Linked DNA regions of Mus musculus: all the other regions are linked to region 3. Evidence: chromatin contacts called from public ChIA-PET, HiChIP or PLAC-seq and promoter capture Hi-C data. All regions are on one chromosome and are shown on one strand. The core of a region is the stretch at or near the end of the contact, and the rest is flanking DNA. Distances in the headings are between cores, read along the strand shown.

Region 1 (2,917 bases), core at 374-2,873, 650 kb before region 3:
ACAGGCAGGAGCCCAAGGTTACTTCTTTTGTTTATTTATTTTTGAGGCAGACCCTGTCTGGTCTGAAACTAGACATGTAAACCAGGCTGGCCTTGAATATAGAAATTTGATTGCTTTTCCTGGGATTAAAGGGGTTCACTACCACACCTGGCTCAAGGTCATTGGAACTTTCATAGAGTTTGAGGCCAGCATAGATTACATGAGAGAGACACACACATAGAGAGGCAGCTCATGCTGTATGTCTTGATAAGACATTGCTCCTAAAGATTCTGCTTAAACCATAGCCGGCATATGCACTCGAGTGTGTGTGCACACGCGCACACGCACACACGCACACACACACACCTCTTTCTATGAAACTGTTTAACTTTGAGCTGATACCAGTTTTTCATTTTTGTTTTGTATGTTATTTTTTTAACTTTTGAGACAGGGTCAGAGCTAGATAGTCTTGGCTGTCCTGGAACTCACTTTGTAGACCAAGCCAGGCTAGAACTACAGAGATCCATCTGCCTCTACTTCCCAGGCACTAGAACTAAAGGCATATATACCACCACTATTGCTAATGACTCTTTAGGATGAACTGTTTCAAAATAATTTATTTAAACCTCTCCATCTGGCATTTTAAAACACCTGGCTTCCTTTTCCCCAATGGACACACTTGTGCCCAGCCCCTCTCTGCTGCCCCCAGCTCTTTCCTCTGCAGAGCCTGTCTTCCAGTCGCTAGGTTAGATTAGAAGAAACCAAGTTTCCTTTGTGCATTTCAAGATATGGTTCCTCTGTGTAGCACTGGCTGTCCTGGAATTCGCTCGCTCAGAGATCCTCCTGCCTCTGCCGCCTGAGAGCTGGGATCAAAGGCGTGCCTTAGCGCACCGGGCTCCAAATATCCTTTTTAAGAAATCATGTCAGTACAAAAATCACCACCCTTAGGGAAATGGTCCTTAAGAGGGGATACATTTGAAACTTATCTATACAGATCTCAGTTGTTTTGTCTGTTTTGCCTTGTAAGTCCTTGAGTAAAAACATGCAGATTGGGCTGAAAACTTGTAGCTTTGTCCAGAACTAACTTAAGCTCTAAACAGTGATAACCTATCTTAACCACCCAGGCAATGCGCCTCTTTTCCAAGGGCCGTGCGTCCGGTCCATTCTCTCCCCCTTACCTGAAACCTCGGTGGGAAGCCTAAGCCTGCGGATGAGACAGCGACCGGGAAGCCAGGTCCCCTGAGAGTCCAGCCACCGGCGACCGGAGTACATGCGAAGCAGCCGCTGGGCTTGCGCCGCTCCCCTCACCGAGACGACGCAGCAGCAGGTGCGGGTCTGGGCTGCCGCAGAGCCCCGGGCGCGGACAGCGCGGGCATCGGAGGCCGGAGCCTGGGCGAGAACCGGATCCTCAGCGGCGGGGTCCGGGCCAGCCCGGGCCGCCTCGGGACTCGCCTGCGGAGGGCCCCTCTCGGGCCGGTGCCGGTAGTGGAAGCACAGGAAGCCTCCGCCGCGCTGTTCCCGGAACTGGCTAAAGTAGCTCCGTAACTGAGCCGAGCGTAACACGGCAGGGATCCCGCTCACCACCAGGTAAACCGGCGACTCTTCGTCCAGCTCCCTGGGCGACGCCATCTTGGCCTGTCACATGATTGCTTGGCGTCCACTCTCGCGAGAGCACCACGTCTCGGATGCTGGAGTTTGGTCAATGTGGCATCGGTGACCGTTTGGTACTTGAAGTTTCGTTTTAATTGCTCTTGGGCCGAATCTGTGTTTCCAGCTCCACAGAAGATGGAAAACTCGTGCGATGGGCTGGGCTGTAGCTCAGTGATAGCTGGTCCAGCGTGTGAGAGGCTCTAAGGAGGAACCAGTGTAGAGCACCGGGATGCTGAGCGGGAGGTGGCGGAGGTCTGATGCAAAACTGGACTCTACAGTACCAACCCAGCCGGGCGTGGTGCCTCACGCCTTTAAACCCGGCACTTGAGAGTTAGAGGCAAGCAGGTGTGCGTGAGTTCAAGACCAGCCTGGTCAACATAGTGACTGAGACGGGGCTATGTCGAGAGAGCCTTTCTCAGGGCGCGGGACGGGGGAGATGAAGAGATGCCCCGGCAATTAAGAGCTTTCGCTGCTCTTACAGAATACTTGGATTGGATTCCCAGCACCCACGTACGAGGGAACTCTCCCATACGTAACTCGTTTCATGAGATTGGACACCCTCTTCTGACCTCTAGAGGCACATACGTGTTGCACATACATACATGCAGGCAAAATTCTCATGCACATAAAATTATCTGTAACAAACCGGGCGGTGGTGGCTCACGCCTTTAATCCCAGCACTCAGGAGACAGAGGCAGGCGGATTTCTGAGTTCGAGGCCAGCCTGGTCTACAGAGTGAGTTCCAGGACAGCCAGGGCTACACAGAGAAGTCTCGAGGGAAAAAAAAATTTTTTTTGGTTTGGTTTGGTTTTTTTGTTTGTTTGTTTTAGATTTATTTATTTATTATATGTAAGTACACTGTAGCTGTCTTCAGACACACCAGAAGAGGGCATCAGATCTCATTACGGATGGTTGCAAAGCAGTTGTTGGGATTTGAACTCCCGACCTTCAGAAGAGCAGTTGGTACTCTTAACCGCTGAGCCATCTCTCCAGCCCTCAAAAAGATTTTTTTTTAAATGTACAAATACATGCATAGACATCGAAAACTATTCCCAGAGATCATAGGCGAAAACCATATTGCCAGCTTCGGACGACCTCCGTACAAGGCGTTGAGTCCCTCACAAACAAACAGTATAGCTCTTGTGATTGTGTGCAGTGTTCAGGAAGGCCAGAGGAGGGCGTTGGAGCCTCTGGATCCATTTTTTTTTTATAAAGATTTATTTATTTACTATATGTAAGTACACTGTAGCTGTCTTCAGACACTCCAGAAGAGGGCATCAGATCTCAT
Region 2 (2,772 bases), core at 238-2,737, 710 kb after region 3:
AAAGTAAAATCCAAGAGTCTTGGCTTTTTCCTCCTGAATCTGTCAAATCCAAACCTTCTCTATCTAGCAAGCAGATGGCATTAGGTTAACAATAGTGCATTGCTCAGGTGTCTACCATTTGCAATAGCAAAACCTACTACTAAATATCCTTGTCCAGAGTGATTTTTTTTTTGTTTGTTTGTTTGTTTTTTGAGACAGGGTTTCTCTGTGTAGCCCTGGCTGTCCTGGCACTCACTTTGTAGACCGGGCTGGCCTCGAACTCAGAAATCTGCCTGCCTCTGCCTCCCGAGTGCTGGGACTAAAGGCATGCACCACTACGCCCAGCTCGTGATTTTTTTTTTTTTAAATTAAAAATGCCTTTGGTGGTGCATGCCTTTGATAACAGCATTTAGGAGGCAGAGGCAGGCAGAATTCTGAGTTCAAGGCTAGCCTGGTCTACCTAGTGAGTTTGAGGACAGCTAGAGGCACCCTGTCTCAAAACACAAACAAAAAACCCTACAAACAAAAAAAAACCTGCCTTTGCTCATCCTTTGGCTCTCCAGTGAATCTTAGCTCATGAATACAGGATTTCTTTTCTAGCTGTTGAAGAATGATATTATGTTGTTCTTTGTGTCAAAAGCACAGATCTATTTAATAACTTGATAACTTTGGCAGCATGCTTAATCTCCCTTTTCCCAGCTGTAACATTGTTTGATAGGCACTTTGAACTTGTTGAAAGTCTTTAAATTTAATGTGTCAGAAAGCACTTAATGACAAAGCCCTGCACACAGCACATACTGGAATAGCGTTCATTTTCCAGTCCTTAGATCACGAATATTTCCTCTTAGGGTCCAACAGACTTCAAGAAAGTGTGTGTGACACTGTGCATACGGGTGAGGTGTCTTTTTCTTGGGAATAAAGTCCAGAGTTTACTAGATTATTTTGGGGTCACTGACTTCTCTGAAAAAAAGAGAGTGTATATTTTTCTCCCTCAAAAGTCAAAGGGGTAAATGTCTTGTGTGCAGGGCAGTGAGGGCCGGCTTTTTAATATTTAGTGGAAGTACTGCTCCTGGGTGTTTTTTTCAAGTCCCTGAGGAAGGAAGGTGACAATAGTCTTAAGGAAGGGCGCGGGTGTCTTCTGGGCCGACCTCCATGAAGTTTTCCCTGTGAGCTCTTAGGACCTCTCTTCTGGTTCCTTTTCAAATTGGGGGAGAGTTATCAAATGCAGTTATGAGTTAGGGCTCAAGTCCTACACAGAGTAGAAGCCTCTGCCCCATTAAGAAAGGGGCTTCTGCGTGTTTTCTTAAGACAAAACAATTATTCTCTAGGTGTTTGCCAAAAAACTCCAGTGGTGACCCCCGGTGCCACCCAGGGCTCCTAGGCCCAAAGCGGCGGCGGTGGGGGCGGGGAGACCGCGCGCGCACCGCTTCCGCTCCTCCAGCCCAGCAGAGGGCGCCACGGGCGCGGCTCTCCCTTCCCGAGATGCTTCGCGCCGGGCCCTTCCGCGTGGGTCAGCGACTGTGAGAGTCAGCGCTCGCGCCGCGCGCGCCGCCCGCCTCTGCCGCTCGGCCTCCCCCATTCGGGCTGCGAGGGGGCGGGCGCGCGCTCCGGAGCATAGAGACGGGCGTTGAGCTCGGCGGCCTAGAGCGTCGCCGGATCGGAGCCGGAGCCCGAGTCGCGCGCTGTGTCTCTGCTGCGTCCGCCGAGGCGAGGCTCCGAGTGTCAGGGACAAAAGCCGCCGCCGCACCCTCTGCTCCCGTCGTCGGGGCTCATCCGCCGCCGCCGCTGTCCCGACGAGGAGTCCGCCGCCGTCGTTCCCCGTGAGGATCCGAGAGCCATGTCGGCCAGCAGCCTCTTGGAGCAGGTACAGGCCCAGCCCGCATGTCTCGGCCATTGTGTGAGGCGAGACGGGGCCCGACTAGGCCCGGGCCCGCCGCTCCTGGCCGGGCCGCGGCGGGCGCCTCTCGCGGCTCGGGATTCGGGCCTCAGACCGGCCGCGCCCTGAGTCTCCCGCCCGGCCCGCTCTTCCCGCTCCTCCCCGGGCCGGGCCGGCCGCGCCGCGCTCCCTCCCAGTAGCGGCCCGGGCTTCCCTTCCTCGTTTCCTCTCTTTCCCTCGTGTGGCTGCCGGGTGGCCGGGCTGCCGGGGCTGCCCCGCCGGCCTAGCGCTCGTCCCCGCCTCCCCCTCACCACGCGTCCCCCCCAGGCCGGTTCCTTTCTTCCCTGCTCGGGCCCCGCGTTCATTTGTCTTTCCTTTTCCGTTTTCTTCTCGGACGACTTGCTGCTCGGCGACGTCCCCTCCTCTCGCAGAGACCAAAAGGTCAAGGAAACAAAGGTAAGACCCCGCTCCTCCGGGTGGCCGCCGGCCGGGATGGGGAGGGGGGTCCGCCGGGCCGTGGGGGCGGTGGCTCGAGGACGCGCCCCGGGGAAAGGACCTTTCCGAAGCCGCTCGGGTCGCAGGTGCCGCGCGCGGGGCGGTCGCCCCTTTTGGTGTGGCCCTGCAGCTGGCGGGCAGCTTTTTTCGTTAACAACGAGTAATTCATGAGCGGCCGGGGGTGGAATGCATTTTGAGAAGCACCAGGTCCTTAGTTTTCTCGTAGGTCTTAGGAGCCCTTTGTGTTTCCTCCTCGTGGAGCACTTTCTGGAAGTCACTCACATGTGAAGGAAGCGGGGAGAGAAAGCCGGAGGGAATTGAAATTCGAAGGAGCCAATACACTGACCTTTTAAAAAGATCAGCTCGCTCTGGGGTGGAGACTCTTTTTCACTGTCCGGCTCTTGCTTCAGCCCTGGCGCTCA
Region 3 (2,874 bases), core at 154-2,653:
ACTGCATTCACACACACACACATACACAGAGGCATGCACACTCACAAACACATTTTTAAAAAAAGATTTATTTATTTATTTTATGTATAGGGGTACACTGTAGCTGAACAGATGGTTCTGAGCCTTCATGTGGTTGCTGGGAATTGAACTCAGGACCTCTGCTGGCTCCAGCCTTGCTGGCTCCAGCCCCAAGATTTATTTATTATTATATGTAAGTACACTGTTGCTATCTTCAGACACACACTAGAAGAGGGCATCAGACCCCATTACAGATGGTTATGAGCCACCATGTGGTTGCTGGGAATTGAACTTAGGACCCTTGGAAGACAGTCAGCGCTGAGCCATCTCTCCAGCCCCACAAACACATTTACAAGTAAAAATAACTTTTAAAAAAGGTTTATTGTATGAATGATCATCGATATTTTCTATTCCTTTCTTTCCTCTCACTTCCTATGCCCTACCTCTTTTTCTTTCTCCAGTGCTAGAGATCAAACCAATCCCTAAGTCTCACACACACTAGAACGGACAGATCAATTAGCTCCATATTAAGTGAGGGGGACACAGAGACACACACACAAACTAAAATGTATTAAAGGTTTTGGGTCATGTACAGATGGCCTCCATACACACACAGCCAACCGATCTCAAGAGTATCATGGCCACCGTGTTCCTATTGCCTTTAATTCTAGCTTCAGGTCTCTACTGTTTTACCATTTTACAACTGCCCATCTTTTGTAAGTGCACGTGAGTGCAGGTGCCTGCTGAGTTAAGAGGCATCAGGGATAGCCCTGCAGCTGGAGTTACAGGCGATCTGAGCCTCCAGATGTGGGTGCTGGGAACCAAACTTTGCAAAAGCAGCATTCGGAGCCTTCTCTCCAGCCCATAGAGGACACTCATTTAATATCCTGCTTTTCCCCTCCGCCTGCTCCAAAGATAGACTTTCCTCCTTGGTTGCCAGTGGGTTTAAACTCCGGATGGTCTCGTAGTTCGAATCCGACGTTGCCCGACTGTCACCCCAATCCCACACTCCTTCGGCTAGCGGGAAGCTCCACGGCAACCCAAAACATCACAACTTCATCGAGTATCGCGAGAAGCTCCAATGCTCCCGCAGCCCCCGGAGAGGCGGAGCGAGGGCGGAGCCTCAGCGGGCAGGTGGGCGGAGCCCGAGGGCTTCCGCTATCCTACTCGGAAGACGCTCTTTTCAGGCGGCGCCCCCGCGTGACTGCGCTTTACATAATCGCGGCCCCGAGCGTCACAGTGGCGTAGTCCAACCCGGACCGAATCAGAGCCGTCGGGAACTCCACGTTCCGCCCCCTCCCGCGTGATCGACGTCCACGCGAGCCAGCGAACGGCCTCTGAGCACCGGAGAGCCCGCCCCTGCGCCCGCGGCCCGCCCTCGCCCGCCCGCCCTCCGCAGCCCGCGGCCCGGCCGCCGCCGCCAGGTTGTGCCTGAGACTGTCAGATAAAGCGGCGGGCCGGCGGGAGGGGCGGCGGCGATCACGGCCCGGGCCGGACATGGCGGCGCTGTACGCCTGCACCAAGTGCCACCAGCGCTTCCCCTTCGAGGCGCTGTCTCAGGGGCAGCAGCTGTGCAAGGTGCGCGGGCTGGGGCGGCGGCCGGGAGCTGGGGACGCTCCAGGCGCGGTTCGGAACTCTCGGTCCAGCGAGGACGGCTGCCGGGGTCCCCTCGGGCAGGGTGTGGCCGGCCCGTTTTGCGGACGAGCTGAGCCGGGCCCGCAGAGGACTGCAGGGTACTTGTGGGAGCCCCGGGCGGAGTCCAGGCCCTGGCAGCCGGCGTGTCCTGGTGCTTAGCAACGGCTGGGGTTTCTTCTCCGACCTGGTGAGGTCGCGGGAGGGGACAGCTCCCCTGTTTGTCCCCGACTGGCCCCCCGGGAAGATTTCCTTGGACCGCCTTCTCTTCTGATGTGGTCGTCTTGAGTGTAGAATGACGGTCCAGAGATTTCCCTTGTCCTGGATGAGATTGAACCCCGGAATCAGGTGCTGCTTGTGAGGAGTGTTTTGAACTCTGGACACTTCGTGGGCACTTTACAGCCGATCTCAAAGTTAGAGGTGGCAAGGCTTTATTAGGGAAAATGAAAAAAGTACCCCAACAGTGTCTTGGAACACACACGAACAGGGTGACTTTTTAGCATCTAATTGGTAGCCTTCCTCCTCATCCTAAGCATTTTTTAACCCCTGAAATGCCAGCGTTTTTATATATAACTTCCTCCCACCTCGTCGGTTCAAGAGAGCAACAGTTAAGTCGGCAAGCTCGTGCAGAGTTGCCGTTGACAGATCCTCAGATATTTCAGATACAGAATGTGTGTCTGTGTCCGTCCGCTGTGTGTAGTTCACCTCCCCGCGTCCCCCCAAAAAGATGCCCACATACTTTCCTTAAGCCACTTGGGTTTACTGAGTCCGAAAGATAGTGTTTGAAGGCCCCCTTGGACATAAAAACTTTGATCTAAACATTTTTCTTGTTTGTTTCCGAGGCAGGGTCATATAACTTGTAGCTCTGGCTGTCTTTGAACTCTCAGAGATCTATCTGACTGCCTCTGTCTTCCAAACGCTGGGATTAAAGTCGTGTACTGTTGCTCAGTCTAAGGCTGTATGATTCTTTGTTGTTATTTTTGTTTTTTGTTTTTCCAAGACAGGGTTTCTCTGTATAGCCCTGGCTGTCCTGAAACTCACTTTGTAGACCAGGCAGGCCTCGAACTCAGAAAATCCTGAACTCGGCCTCCTGAGTGCTGGGATTAAAGGCATGTGCCACCACCTCCCGGCTCTTTTTTTTTTTTTTTTTTTTTTTTAAAGGAAGTTCAATAAACAAGACAGCTTTAATCTTTTGCCTTCGTATCACAAGTGATCCTTCTCATT
Region 4 (3,104 bases), core at 591-3,090, 610 kb after region 3:
TCCTTAAGCTTACCCAACAAGTGTAGACCAAATCATATATAATGGCTGCTTCACTGGTTACATGGCCCTTAAAAAAAAAAAACCATGAAAGTAAGCCATTACTCAGCAATACTGATCAGTTCTCAAGTTTTCCCACTTCAAAGCCCAGGCATGTCTGAGTCTGGCCTGCTGCTCTACAGCAGACTGCATCGCTGTGAGGCCAGCTTCAGGGTGCTCTTCCTCCTTAACGACCACCAAGACCAGCGTCAAGATCCGATGGGAAAGGGAAACCGGAGGGTCAGGCTGTCTTAGCCAGCAATTACCTTAGTGTTAGGAGCCTGACAGGCCGTCTTCTCAGACTCTTCCAAGAAATAAGCTCAAGTGTAACCTGCAGAAGAAACATTTGTTGTAAATACCACAGAACAATAGCCTCACAGGTAGAGGGCGCTCAACTTGAGGCCTGATATACATATATAGGAAAGATGAGTGGCAGCTGCAGGCACTGTGCTGACCTGAGCTGTCAAAGTCTCTCCATTACTCTGGCATGCAGTTGGAGATCCCATGGCTACAGGCAGCCACAGCCCTTGGAAACATGCCTCAGGTCTCCCCGGGTAGTGCAACTAAACGGAGCTTACCAGACCCTTCTGCTGTATCGTTGTCCATTATCTTCTGGTCTCCCTCCTCACAATCTTCATCAACAGCTAAGATGAATGGCAACAGAATTAGCCACAATAATCTTGTTCCATATTCCCAGTCATTACCTTATAGGGACTGTGACAGTGACCAAGGCATTGTTTATTTACCAATAGATGATCAATACAGGCCTGAATTGTAAATCAGATTGAGCTCACTCACCGGTCTACCTCCTATCCCCTCCCACCCCCCCCAGGAATAAAAGCCTAAAGATTGCTACATACTCCAGAGAAATAGTAAGGTGAAGCTGTCATTTTCCACAATGTTGCAGATCAGTTACAGGAAACAGAACTGCGACCGTCAAGGAAAATTCTTTCTCTGGGCCACCTTTTTGACCACAGCAGCTATGTAGAAGCTGCTGCAGCTTCGATAAGGGCCACAGACAGCGATAGCAATTGCTAGACCTCAAACCCACAAGCCACATGCCTCACCACTGCCTACTAGAGAGACGCCTGAAAAGGCAATCCTGTGGGCTCCGATGGCTCCTAGTTCAATACGTGAAGCTTTAGACATTGGGATAGGTTCCTGACTATAACCCAAAGCAGTCTCAAATTAATGACCCTACCGCCTACAAACGCTTTTTAACGCGCTGTGGACATCAGGTTTAGCTGAATAAAATGGCGGCTTTTTGCAATCAGAAAGCGAGAAAGCCGAGGTTGTATAATCCTTGCCCAACTCTGTAGGGCCCATTATCCTGACTTTTTTTTTTTTAAGGCTTTAATACTATGGTTGACATAGCGATCGCCTAGCACGTGGTAGGACCCAAATTCCACCCAACATAGGAGCGAGGTTAATCACAAAAAGGTCGCTCGGAGGTAATGGTCACAGGCCCTTCCATTGGCGTCATCCTAATAAGGTTACTGCACCCAAGCACGTAATCCAGTAAAGGCACAAATGCTCTTACCAGATCCCGTCACCCCCAAGCCTACAACACTCACGGGTCAAAAGGCGTGGGGCCCTGAGTTATCACTGCGCATGTGGCCATAACCCGTGCTTCCTTGGACCAGACGGAAAAATCCGGTCCCTTCCCGGCAGGCTCGGTATCTCACGAATCATCCGGAGAGGCGGACGGAGCTGGTGGGCTGGGAAGATGGGGGGCGGGCAACGTTGGGTAGAAGTACAAGGCGCCATAACGAAAACAGACAGGGACCGCGGATGAAGCGAGAAAGGACTGAGAACGGCCTGCACCAGGATTATATACTCTCGCGCCCTCTACTGAGTCTGCGTCATCCACCTGACGCACGGCGCCTCTGGGAAATGTAGTTCTTAGCAAAGCCGGGTTCCTGCTCCTTGTCTGGCCCTGATAGTGGTTTCGACCCAGGCCAGAGCGCTCAACTCAAATCTCTGACCAACTGCCATCACTATGGATTAAGTTCCCGGGCGACTTTGAATTACACCGATCTTAGAAAGGGTTTTCCACATTTGGATGTGCTTAATAAAGAGATTTTGCAAATTAAAAAAAGAGAAGAAAAAAAAAAATGGAGTTTTCCCCCGGAGCATCCCGGGATGGCCTAGAGGGTAACAGCATGCTGGCAGATCTTCTTAAAGAATGACCCTCAGAAGCCAGGCGTGGGGGCGCACGCATTTAATCCCAACACTCGGGAGGCAGAGGCAGGCAGATTTCTGAGTTCGAGGCCAGCCTGTTCTACAAAGTGAGGTCCAGGACAGCCAGGGCTACCCAGAGAAACCCTGTCTCAAAAAACCAAAATTTTGTTCTTCTTTTTTTCTTTTCTTTTCAAAGATTTATTTATTTATTTGATGTATATATGAGTACACTGTCACTGTCTTCAGACACACCAGAAGAGGGCATTAGATCCAATTACAGGTGGTTATGAGCCACCATGTGGTTGCTGGGATTTGAACTCAGGACCTTTGGAAAAGCAGCCAGTGCTCTTAACTGCTGAGCCATCTCTCCAGCCCACCTTTTTTTTTTTTTTTTCTATTTTATTTTCTTTGATAGGGGAATATAGTTTATTTGGCTTATAATTCCAGATTGCAGTCCTTCATGACAGGAAAGTCACGGTCGGGGGTCCGGGGGGATGGCTAGCAGGTTGTATCACGTCTACAGTTTAAAGTAGAGAGGTGACATTTTCTTTTCTTTTTTTGTTTTGTTTTGGTTTGGTTTTGGTTTTACAACACAGGGTTTCTCTGTAGAGCTCTAGCTGTCCTGGAACTCACTTTGTAGGCCAGGCTGGCCTCAAACTCAGAAATCCTCCTGCCTCTGCCTCCCGGGTGCTGGGATTAAAGCCATGCACCACCACACCCGGTAACATTTTCTTTTTTTTTTTATTTTTTGTTTTTATTTTACACAGCATCTCACTAGTTTGTCCAGGCAGACCTCAGCCTCTCAAGTAGCTGGAATTACAAGCATCCTTCCAGGTCCAATTTCTTTCCTTCCCCAATGTTAGGAAGGGTGTCACTGGACTTACCAC
Region 5 (2,850 bases), core at 132-2,631, 750 kb before region 3:
CTCACTTCTCACAAAAGGACCCCTGCCTTTTTTACAAGCAGATTCTGCAGGGATTCTTTATTGGACAGACAGAACCTCGAGCTTGCATGCCATTTTCCCCTGTGAATTCACGAAGCAAGGATGGTTTCTTTAAGGTCAGGGTGCTGCGAAGACTGTAAGAAAGTCAAGTCACAACCTCGGGCCCTAGTCACAAGTGTGCCTAGAGAGGCACTGACATTTCACTCACAGGACTGGCAACAAATGCTTTCGGGGGGCGGGGGGGGGAGGAAAAATGACTTTGGAAACTCCTGTTTTCTCTTTACCAGTCATTAAATTATACATTATCCACCTTACACGCAAACATCCAAGGGGCAGTTGACATCCCAGGGCCTGAGATGATAGACAGACACAGCTTCTGGCCCCCACCGAACTGATGAAGGCTAGTTTTTTTTGTTTTTTTTGTTTTTTTTTTTTGCTTGGAGAGATAGAGACCCATCTCTTTGTTCCCACCCACATTTGTGGCTGTTGCAGAAGATAAACCCCTCCCTCAGCCAGGGCTGTGGCCAGAGGTTAACCTAGACCCAAGCTACGTTTGAGAGGACAGATAACTGAAACCACACAAGGCTTTGGAATCCTGAGAAACGAGAAATCTACCAACGGAGAAGGATTTACTATCTGTTTCCTCTAAGGCGGGTGCAAAGTTGTTCTAACAGTTTCCGTTAGTTACAGGGGTACCAACTGGCCGCTCCTCCCCAACAGGCGGTTTTGTTCAATTAGCTTCCTTTTTTTTTTTTTTTTTTTTTTTCTTTTTCTTTTTTTTGGCGCCAGTTCCTGCGACAGAAACTGCTTGAGGGAGAATCCTCGGGGGTGTTCTCTGAGGTTTCCTTCCTCGTCCCATACAGTCATCTGAGGTGGGACAGAGGACTGTCGCAGGGCAGAGGTCCTTCATTGCCAGGAGGGGAAAGGCAGGGGGAATTCCCCTACTTTCTTCTCATCCAGTTGCAGGGTACCGCTGCTTGCCACAAAAACCCCAAGAAGGCTTTCTTTTGCCTATTCATATTGTCTATCGTGTGCCAGGTCCTGTGCTGAGCTGGGGTGGCGGAACACCGAGAGAACGCGTGGCTCTGGGGCAGCGCCCGGGTCCAGCCTCGGCTCACACCGGGAAGTCAGAGGCTGCTCACGGCAGGGGACTGGGGTGAGAGCCCCGACCCGGGAGCGCAGCGCCCGCGCACAAACTGCTGGCGAGTCAAGAGGCCTACTCCTCAGGTGTCACCACGCCGGGAAGGTGCGACTCACCGCCGCCGCCTCGGCCCCCGCCCTAGCTGGGGTCAACATGGCCGCCGAGGAGGGGGGCGGGGCGCTCCGAGTCCGGGCAGGAGCGGGGCGGGGCCGCCGTCGGCCGAGCCGGCGCGCAGGCGCGGCACGGACGGGACCCGGATGGAGGCGCTGAAGTTGGAGCTCCGCGGGGGTGGTCTGGACGCGCGGGCGCGGAGGATCCGGCGCCAGCTCTGCAACTCTGGAGTCCTCCGGGGAGGGAAGCTGTCAAACGCAGGCCGAGAGAAATTAGGCGGAGGCTGTAGAGAAGCGAGGAGCCCCGCCCCTCCGCCATAGCAGCCTCCGGCGCCGCCTCTTCCTTTGCAGCCTCCGGCCCTCGTCTGCTTCCGGCCCCGTTGCCTGGCCCGGCCCCGCGATTCCCCCGGGACGAAGCCCTGGGCCGTGGCTCCCTTGGGGTGAGGGTCACTGTCCCGTCCTGGGTAGGAACTGTGTCCGAAAAGAGCAGGCTGGAACGGGCTCCCAGTATGGCAGGGCTTAGCAGAAGGAGGCGGCTCGCTCCACGTTGCCTCTGGGTCATAACGCAGCACCCATTTGAGAGTATTAGCCTTCCGCAGAAAATCCAGGACTCCAGTTCAACAGATCTTTCCCAGTTAGGGCCCATCACCATAAGCTTCCAGCAACAACATGTGCTACAGTTGGAGAAAGTTCTGGGCTAAGCCTTGGATGTCCTGGCTGGACAAGGAATGCATACCCTTTGTTTATGGCAAAAAGCTCTCCTGACTGTGGACATAGGTTTTAGAAAGCAGTGCGTGAGGAGCTTTAAGTGGTGGGCGTGTCACTTGGCTCCAGTGAGCCTCAGTTTTCACATCCATAAAATGGCGATGGTAATTACACAGTCTTACTGGTGTCTAATGAGATCTCTGGAGCCTATTTCACGGGTAAATTAAAGAAAAATGAAACTGGTTGGTTCTAAGCATCCGGCCAGTTAAGAGTCTGATTTGGCAAGGGGCTTCTTTCAAAGGGGTGTTGGCAAAATAGCTAGAGAGATAATTGACTGTCTTGATTTTACTTTGTTTAACTTGAGTGTGGGTTGCATCTCCTGTGGCCACTGATGCCAGAGTTTGAAAGAGGGAAGGACTGAGAATCAAGATGCAGAGGTGGATTCAGTACTTTTCCTCTCTCTGCCTCCTTTGTGCGTGCGGATTGGAGGCCAGGGAAAAGAGAGGGAGGGAGGGAGAGATTGATTGAGTTTGAGTTGGGTGTCCATGTTTCTGTCATTTATTTGGGTTTAGTGAATCCAGTGTTGGAGATATCGTGGGTAGTCAGAAAATGCTGTTTCCTGCGGCTTAACTTTAAACTGAATTGTCCTAAATAAACCGACATGGAGTTGGGAGGTGAGGGGGCCTCCTTTTCTCCCGGTCTCCTGGTGATGAAGTAAGCAGCAGGCGCCCCCTCGTGCCGAGGATGGGGTACTACCGCTATTAACCAGTCTTGTTCCCTTGGCGGAGAATTTTTTCTTTTCTCCCATGCTTTCTGTGACTTTGTCATTTGCTTTTTTTTTTTTTAATTCTATTTTATGTGCATATGTTTATGTAT
Region 6 (2,780 bases), core at 133-2,632, 600 kb before region 3:
TTCAAGATCAGCCTGGGCTACCCAAGAGAGAGACCCTGTCTGAAACTTAAACAACCAAGCAGTCAGCCTTCCTGTTTGTGGTATGAATAGTGCCTTGCATGAGCGTCCCTTCAAACCATCCATCTACACCTTCCTTTTCCCACGATTGTCCCTGGTCCATCCCTCCTGACAACCCAGTGACACTGCTCACTTAATTTAGTGGGACCAATTTTTGCCTCAATTTTGGCCTGGGACAAGAGTCTTGGACCCAGCTTCCTCATCTTTAAATAGGTTCATCTTAGAGTAGTGAGGTGGCCCACGTCTGTAATTCCAGCACAAGACACGATGAGATGATGAGGACTTCAGAGTCATCCTTGGCTGAATATTGGGCCTAGCCTGGGCCATATGAGACCCTATCTCAAAAAGCAAAACAAAATATATATTAAATTAACTTAAATATAAGTAAATAATAAACCAATGTGACGTAAAATAAAAATGGAAAACCTCATCTCTCAAAAGAGGAGAGATTAATGTCCTTCTAACCCTCTACGGAGGTATGGGGGTTGGGGGTGGAGCTCCGTGTTTAGCAAAAGCCTGGGAAGACACACTCTTGGCATTCTCTAACTTGGCAGCGTTCGAAGGCATCGCAAGGATGCCTCAAGGTCTGATGGCCCCAGGATTCTCTGATTTCTCACTGCCTTCGCCTTTCCGACAGTCCCCACAAAACACAGAGACAGACGGACAGACAGACAGACTCGGGGGCTCTCCATGGGCCCTCCTCCCTGTGTCCCCAGGACGAGCCGGCTGCAGCAGCCTCTGTCCAGGCAAACGTATGGTCAGCGAGCCGCGCTCAGCTCTGCTCAGCTCGGGCGCAGGGTACTGTGCACCCCCCTGGCACAGCCCCAGCCACTGTCTCATCTGCAAGCAGGAGCCGCGCGCGTCCAGGCGGCAGGGCTCGCGTTGCCGTCGGGGCGCGCACCGCCTCGCTTGCCACCAGCGCCGTGGCCCGCGACTCCCGACGCTGTTCCACGCACGGTGCTGGGTCCTAGCACCCCAGGGGCCTCTCGGCCCGCCCAGCCCAGCCCAGCCCTGCGCCCGTTCGGGCCGCTCCGGCCGGGCCCCGCGCACCCCGGAAGTGGACGTCGGGGCCCGAGGAGCAGGGCCCGCGCCCCGCCGCCGTCCAGGCGCGGCCTCCAGGGTCACCCACCCGGGGCTGCACCGCCCCGCGCCCCCGCGGACCCGCGCCGGCCTTACCTGCCCAGCCAGGTGAGCCGCCTCCGCTCGGCCCTTCCCCCGCCCCCCTCGGCACTCACCTGGGTCGCAGGTAAGCGTCTCGCGGGAGCGCGGCACGGGGCGCCGCTGGGGACACACTTCCTGCCTCCGCCGAGCGCCGCCGCGCACCTGGCCGAGGCCCCGCCCAGCTCCGGCCCAGCCAGGAGAGTGAGGCCCTGAGAGGGGCCATCATCGGGCAACAGTGCTTAGGTCCCCTCTCTGCTCTATAGTCCAGTGTCCTGGAAGTATCGGAGAGCCCATGGGGCGCCTACCGGGCCGCAAAGCTCCTACTTAAAGGGCATGCATGCCTCCTGGGAAGCCGTCCGGGCCCCTGAGTCCCTAGCTCTGTCATGTGGAACAGTTCTCTGGACTCTTTATTATAGTTCCCAGCAGACTGTTGCTTTCCTGTCTTTTGTCTCCTCCTTTTAGCCTCTGACCTTGAGGGTAAGGTCTGGTCTTGTTTCCCTAGTACAGCGCCTGGCACATACCAACTGCTTAGTAAATATTCTTCACTGTTTGAATAGCTAGGCAATGATCTCTTGTCTATCTATCTGTCTGTCTACATATTCACTTATTTAGGTTTCTCTTTTTTTACATTAAATGTTTTTATATGTATGAATGTCTTGCCTGCTTGTACATCCATGCACCACTTGCGTGCCTTGTGCCCACAGGTAAGGGAGCAGAGGAGGGCATGGGATGCCCTGGAACTGGAGTTACAGAGGGTTGTGAGCTGTTATGTGAGCACTTGAGAGTCGAACTGGGGACCTTGGAACTTTGAAGAGCAGCCAGTGCTCTCTGAGGCAGAACTCTCTCTTCAGCTCCTCTTACCTAGGTCTTCCAATACAAGATCCTGGGAAGACCAGCCATATCCTGTCCTGCTTCGAGTCAAGATCAGCCTAGATCAGGTATGTTCCCAGGGGTGCAGCCGTAGATTGTTCAAGTTTTCTGAGACAAAGTCTCATGTACCCCAGGCTGGCCTCTAGCTCCCTATGTAGCCAAGGCTGCCCTTGAAGACTTGCTCCTCTTATCTATGGAGTGCTGGGATCACAGGCATGCGCCTCCACAGCCAACATAGTCCCTGATGTCTTTCTTGCTCTTTTTGAACTGTTTGACATGGGAGCAAGTCACTTTCCATTTTCCAGTGTCCCCTCTGTAGATATAGACCTCTCTAGCCAGATGTGGTGGCACATGCCTTTAATCCCAGCTCTTTGGAGGCAGTAAGGTGGACCTCTGTGAGTTCCAGGCCAGCCTGGTCTACAGAGTGAGTTCCAGGATTGGCAGGACTATGTAGAGAGACCCCATCTCAAAAAAACAAACAAACAAACAAAAAAAACCATGAGGGGCATGGTGGCACACACCTTTAATCCCAGCACTTGGGAGGCAGAGGCAGGCAGATTTCTGAGTTTGAGGCCAGCCTGGTCTACAAAGTGAGTTCCAGGACAGCCAGGGATACACAGAGAAACCCTGTCTCAAAAAAAACCAATAAATAAATAAATAAGTAAATAAATAAGTAAACAAACAAACAATTT
Region 7 (2,986 bases), core at 127-2,626, 580 kb after region 3:
GGTTGTGAGCCACCATGTGGTTGCTGGGATTGGAACTCTGGACCTTCAGAAGTCAGTGCTCTTACTTGCTGAGCCATCTCTCCAGCCCCTCCTCCTCCTCCTCCTCCTCCTCCTCCTCCTCCTCCTTCTTCCTTTTTTAAATTTGTTTTTTAGTGTAGGAGTGCGTACACCTTCAGGCCAGAAGAGGGCATCAGATCCCTTTTATAAATGGTCGTGAGCCACCATGTGGTTGCTGGGAATTGAACTCAGGACCTCTGCCAGAGCAGCCAAGGGTTCTTAACCACTGAGCCATCTCTCCAGCCCTAAGCCATTTTTCACAGTGTTCTGCTTCTGGTGTTAGCTCCCAACTCCAACAATTCCCAGCTCTGAGTCATCTTTTCCTGCTCCCAGCCCTTACTCCCCCCTCCTTCCCTTACTATCTTGTAGTTGAGCCTTGCACCGCACACTTAGACAAAGCACTCAGCCACTGAACTACAACCAGTGCCCCTCTTCTCGCCCCAGGTTTTTTTCCTTCTTCTTCTTCTTTCTTTATGGGATAGAATCTCACTATGTATCCCTCCTGCCTCAGCTTCTGGAATGATGGGATTGTAGGCGGTGCCACCAACCCAGGCATTACCGAATCTACTTCCTGCTTGCTCTTTGCCTCTCCATTCTTGGTTACACTTTACCCAAAGTCCATTAAAGTTGTGAACATTTCATCTTGTGAGCAGAACCTTCCCATAATCACACACTGTCCCCGTAGACTAGACCTTTACCCTCTACTTTCAGACTATATGGCAGTTTCACATGTCTTACTCTCTGTCATTGCAAATGTCACCTCTCTGGGACAGGAAAGATGGCTCAGTGGTTAAGGGTGCTTGTTGCTCATGCAGAAGATGGGAATCCCATTCTAGCACATACATGGCAGGTCGCATCCATTTGTAACGCCAGTTCTACTGCAACCAATGCTCTCTTTCTGGCCTTTGAACTGTATACATACGTGGTACACAGATGTACCTACATGAAAAGCACTCATACATATAATAAATAAGGAAATGTTATTCATCCTGAATGCCTCTTCCACTTAGACTAATTAGCCGTTCCTGAGCCCTACCTAGACTGAATCAGATGGCTCTGTATAGATTGGGGTCTTTTGAGCCTTCTGCATATATAATTTGAAAACAAGAACCATCAGCCTTGTTTTGTTCCGTGCAGACCTCACGCACCAGATTTTCCTAAACAAACAGGAATTCTAGTAGTTCCTCCAGTTGGTTATTTGTCCACTCATCCCACTTTGGGGAGGAAATCTCCCAAGTACAGAATGCTGTGTACAAACTAGGAGCAGCCGCTCGCACTTCCCGCGGTGGCCGCCAGGGGCCGCCCGGCTCTGTGTTTTCCCTTCTGGCCAGGGTCGCGGCCGGAGGCCCGCAGAGCGCATGCTCGGGGCAGTTCACCGCCGGCCGCCGAGCGCCGGAGTTGCTTGTGGCCGCCCTGTCCCGAGGTAGGTCGCGCTCCGGTTCGTAGGGAGCCCTGGGGACGGGAAACCCGGAGGTGCGCGAGGTCGTGGTAGGCCGAGATCGCAACCTACATGGCGGGCTGCACGTGAAGCCGGCGGCGCTCCAGGCGCACGAGCTCCGGCCCGCGTGGGCCCCGCCTCGCCGGCGCTCGGGCCCCTTAGCCGTCGCGCTTGGGGCGCGCACTCCGCTCCGTGGCGGGAGATTCAAACGACTGATGCGCGGGGACCCGGGCGCGCGCGGCGGCGGGGAACTTGGGGAGCCGCCGGTGGGGAGGGGCCAGCAGCGTTCACAGACCGTGGCCTGTCCTTAACCCTCTTCAACCCCGTGTCACCCGGTTGTTCCGTGCCGCTGGGGAACAATGGTGACAAAGGCGGGTCTCCGTGACCTTTGCGGGACGCAGGGGCTCCCAGGCGAGTCTTCCGTGGGTCCACAGTTAGGGTCTCCTGAGATCAGCAAAGTATGCCCGTGGAACTTGAACGTCGCTGCTGCCACGTCTTTGGTTCATCCTAAATTAAGTCCTCCGACCACGTGTGCCGTGGGACAAGCTGAGGGTATGAAACAGACCCGGAAACTCCAAAGCAGAAGCCGTAACCGGGCTGTGGAGGGTTGGGGATAGCTTTCCAGGTGAGATTTTAATATGTTTGGGGTAACAGAATCAGGGTGATCCAGACATGGGGTACATACAGCACATGCAACCACTCGAAGAGTTTGGGTCATAGACATTGGTGCTTGTGGGGAGGGTGTGGAGGATACAGAGAAGGCTGCGTCACCCAAGAAGAGCATGCTAATGGAGCTCAGAAAAGATGAGTTAGAAGTGATTCACCAGGTTCTGGTTGCAGAGGCAACCAAGAGCAGGAGTCTGGATCGGGCAGGTCCCACTAGGTTCTCTTAAACCTTAGTCTCCTTGCCTTTAAAGGGAAAGTAATGTGTCCTATAATCTGTGCAAAGCTAGTTACTCAAACATCCCCCAGAACTATTGCCCCTCTCTCTCTAGGAAAAAAAAATTAACAGATAGCCCGAGGCTGTATCACTTACTTCTGGACCTGGGTGATGGACTTCCTGGTGTGGCTTGAGCGTGCTCAGTTCTCAGTTAGTTACTGGCCGCACACAGCAGCAGCCTGCCCAGGCTTTGCCTTCTCTCCTGGTAGCCTTTCTCACAGAGATATTCTTCCCTAAGTCTAGCTGGAAAGTTCTGAGTGTGGGGGGAAGGGAGGGACCACCGCTGGGGTTACCAAATGCTCCAGAAGTGGGAGTAACTGGAAAACCCTCCTCCTGGTGGGTTGTCTAACCTAGTCTACCCACCCCTTTGACTTAGCAGGTAAGGCTGTGAGCAGCTCCAGTCCTGGGTGTGTGTGTGTGTGTGTGTGTGTGTGTGTGTGTGTATGGGGGGCATCCTCTCAGCTGTCATCTCACCCATGGATGGTGTGCAATTCTATTCCTGACATGGGGACAGGTCTGAACTCTTAACGGGGTCATACACCGTAGGTGCT

Evidence for each region. Promoter capture Hi-C pulls out the DNA fragments that hold promoters and counts their contacts. ChIA-PET counts read pairs in DNA pulled down with a chosen protein or histone mark. HiChIP or PLAC-seq counts read pairs in DNA pulled down with a chosen protein or histone mark. Capture Hi-C pulls out chosen DNA fragments and counts their contacts.
Region 1: a contact with region 3 is called in a promoter capture Hi-C map of pancreatic islet. The contact joins the promoter of Gpatch3 here to the promoter of Fam76a in region 3. A contact is called at or near these places in 4 of 39 promoter capture datasets (the C10 cell line, liver, neutrophils and 1 more), 1 of 115 datasets of contacts at active chromatin or transcription factors (embryonic stem cells) and 1 of 9 other capture datasets (pancreatic islet).
Region 2: an H3K4me3 HiChIP or PLAC-seq map of pro-B cells shows a contact between it and region 3, with 2.3 times the contacts expected there. The contact joins the promoter of Ythdf2 here to the promoter of Fam76a in region 3. A contact is called at or near these places in 3 of 39 promoter capture datasets (erythroid cells, hippocampal neurons and pre-B cells) and 2 of 115 datasets of contacts at active chromatin or transcription factors (embryonic stem cells and pro-B cells).
Region 4: a contact with region 3 is called in a promoter capture Hi-C map of neural stem cells. The contact joins the promoter of Snhg12 here to the promoter of Fam76a in region 3. A contact is called at or near these places in 5 of 39 promoter capture datasets (the SN4741 cell line, hippocampal neurons, liver and 2 more) and 1 of 115 datasets of contacts at active chromatin or transcription factors (memory CD8 T cells).
Region 5: a contact with region 3 is called in an RNA polymerase II ChIA-PET map of memory CD8 T cells, with 15 read pairs. The contact joins the promoter of Pigv here to the promoter of Fam76a in region 3. A contact is called at or near these places in 1 of 39 promoter capture datasets (neutrophils) and 1 of 115 datasets of contacts at active chromatin or transcription factors (memory CD8 T cells).
Region 6: an H3K4me3 HiChIP or PLAC-seq map of bone marrow-derived macrophages shows a contact between it and region 3, with 3 times the contacts expected there. The contact joins the promoter of Kdf1 here to the promoter of Fam76a in region 3. A contact is called at or near these places in 1 of 39 promoter capture datasets (hippocampal neurons) and 3 of 115 datasets of contacts at active chromatin or transcription factors (bone marrow-derived macrophages, embryonic stem cells and large pre-B cells).
Region 7: a contact with region 3 is called in an H3K4me3 HiChIP or PLAC-seq map of pro-B cells, with 2.4 times the contacts expected there. The contact joins the promoter of Rcc1 here to the promoter of Fam76a in region 3. A contact is called at or near these places in 2 of 39 promoter capture datasets (liver and pre-B cells) and 2 of 115 datasets of contacts at active chromatin or transcription factors (bone marrow-derived macrophages and pro-B cells).

What each region holds. Positions count from the first base shown.
Region 1 is chr4:133,573,451-133,576,367 of GRCm38.p6, reverse strand. Gpatch3 (G patch domain containing 3) reads right to left here and starts at 1,623. Exons shown (of 7, transcript NM_172876.2): 1 at 1,158-1,623. The coding sequence starts at 1,608.
Region 2 is chr4:132,210,971-132,213,742 of GRCm38.p6, reverse strand. It overlaps Ythdf2 (YTH N6-methyladenosine RNA binding protein 2), which reads left to right and starts at 1,487. Exons shown (of 5, transcript NM_145393.4): 1 at 1,487-1,843; 2 at 2,287-2,311. The coding sequence starts at 1,817.
Region 3 is chr4:132,921,080-132,923,953 of GRCm38.p6, reverse strand. Fam76a (family with sequence similarity 76, member A) reads left to right here and starts at 1,403. Exons shown (of 9, transcript NM_145553.2): 1 at 1,403-1,596. The coding sequence starts at 1,516.
Region 4 is chr4:132,307,414-132,310,517 of GRCm38.p6, reverse strand. It overlaps Snhg12 (small nucleolar RNA host gene 12), which reads right to left and starts at 1,840. Exons shown (of 5, transcript NR_029468.1): 1 at 1,611-1,840; 2 at 615-680; 3 at 303-367; 4 at 14-67. It overlaps Snora16a (small nucleolar RNA, H/ACA box 16A), which reads right to left and starts at 1,053; the gene lies at 918-1,053. Snora44 (small nucleolar RNA, H/ACA box 44) reads right to left here and starts at 565; the gene lies at 449-565. It overlaps Snora61 (small nucleolar RNA, H/ACA box 61), which reads right to left and starts at 211; the gene lies at 150-211.
Region 5 is chr4:133,671,178-133,674,027 of GRCm38.p6, reverse strand. Pigv (phosphatidylinositol glycan anchor biosynthesis, class V) reads left to right here and starts at 1,381. Exons shown (of 4, transcript NM_178698.5): 1 at 1,381-1,709.
Region 6 is chr4:133,517,565-133,520,344 of GRCm38.p6, reverse strand. It overlaps Kdf1 (keratinocyte differentiation factor 1), which reads right to left and starts at 1,382. Exons shown (of 4, transcript NM_133707.2): 1 at 1,293-1,382. It overlaps Gm42323 (predicted gene, 42323), which reads left to right and starts at 487. Exons shown (of 3, transcript NM_001378703.1): 1 at 487-1,245; 2 at 2,084-2,156. The coding sequence starts at 536.
Region 7 is chr4:132,344,140-132,347,125 of GRCm38.p6, reverse strand. It overlaps Rcc1 (regulator of chromosome condensation 1), which reads left to right and starts at 1,376. Exons shown (of 10, transcript NM_133878.3): 1 at 1,376-1,480. RefSeq lists a cis regulatory region at 974-1,821.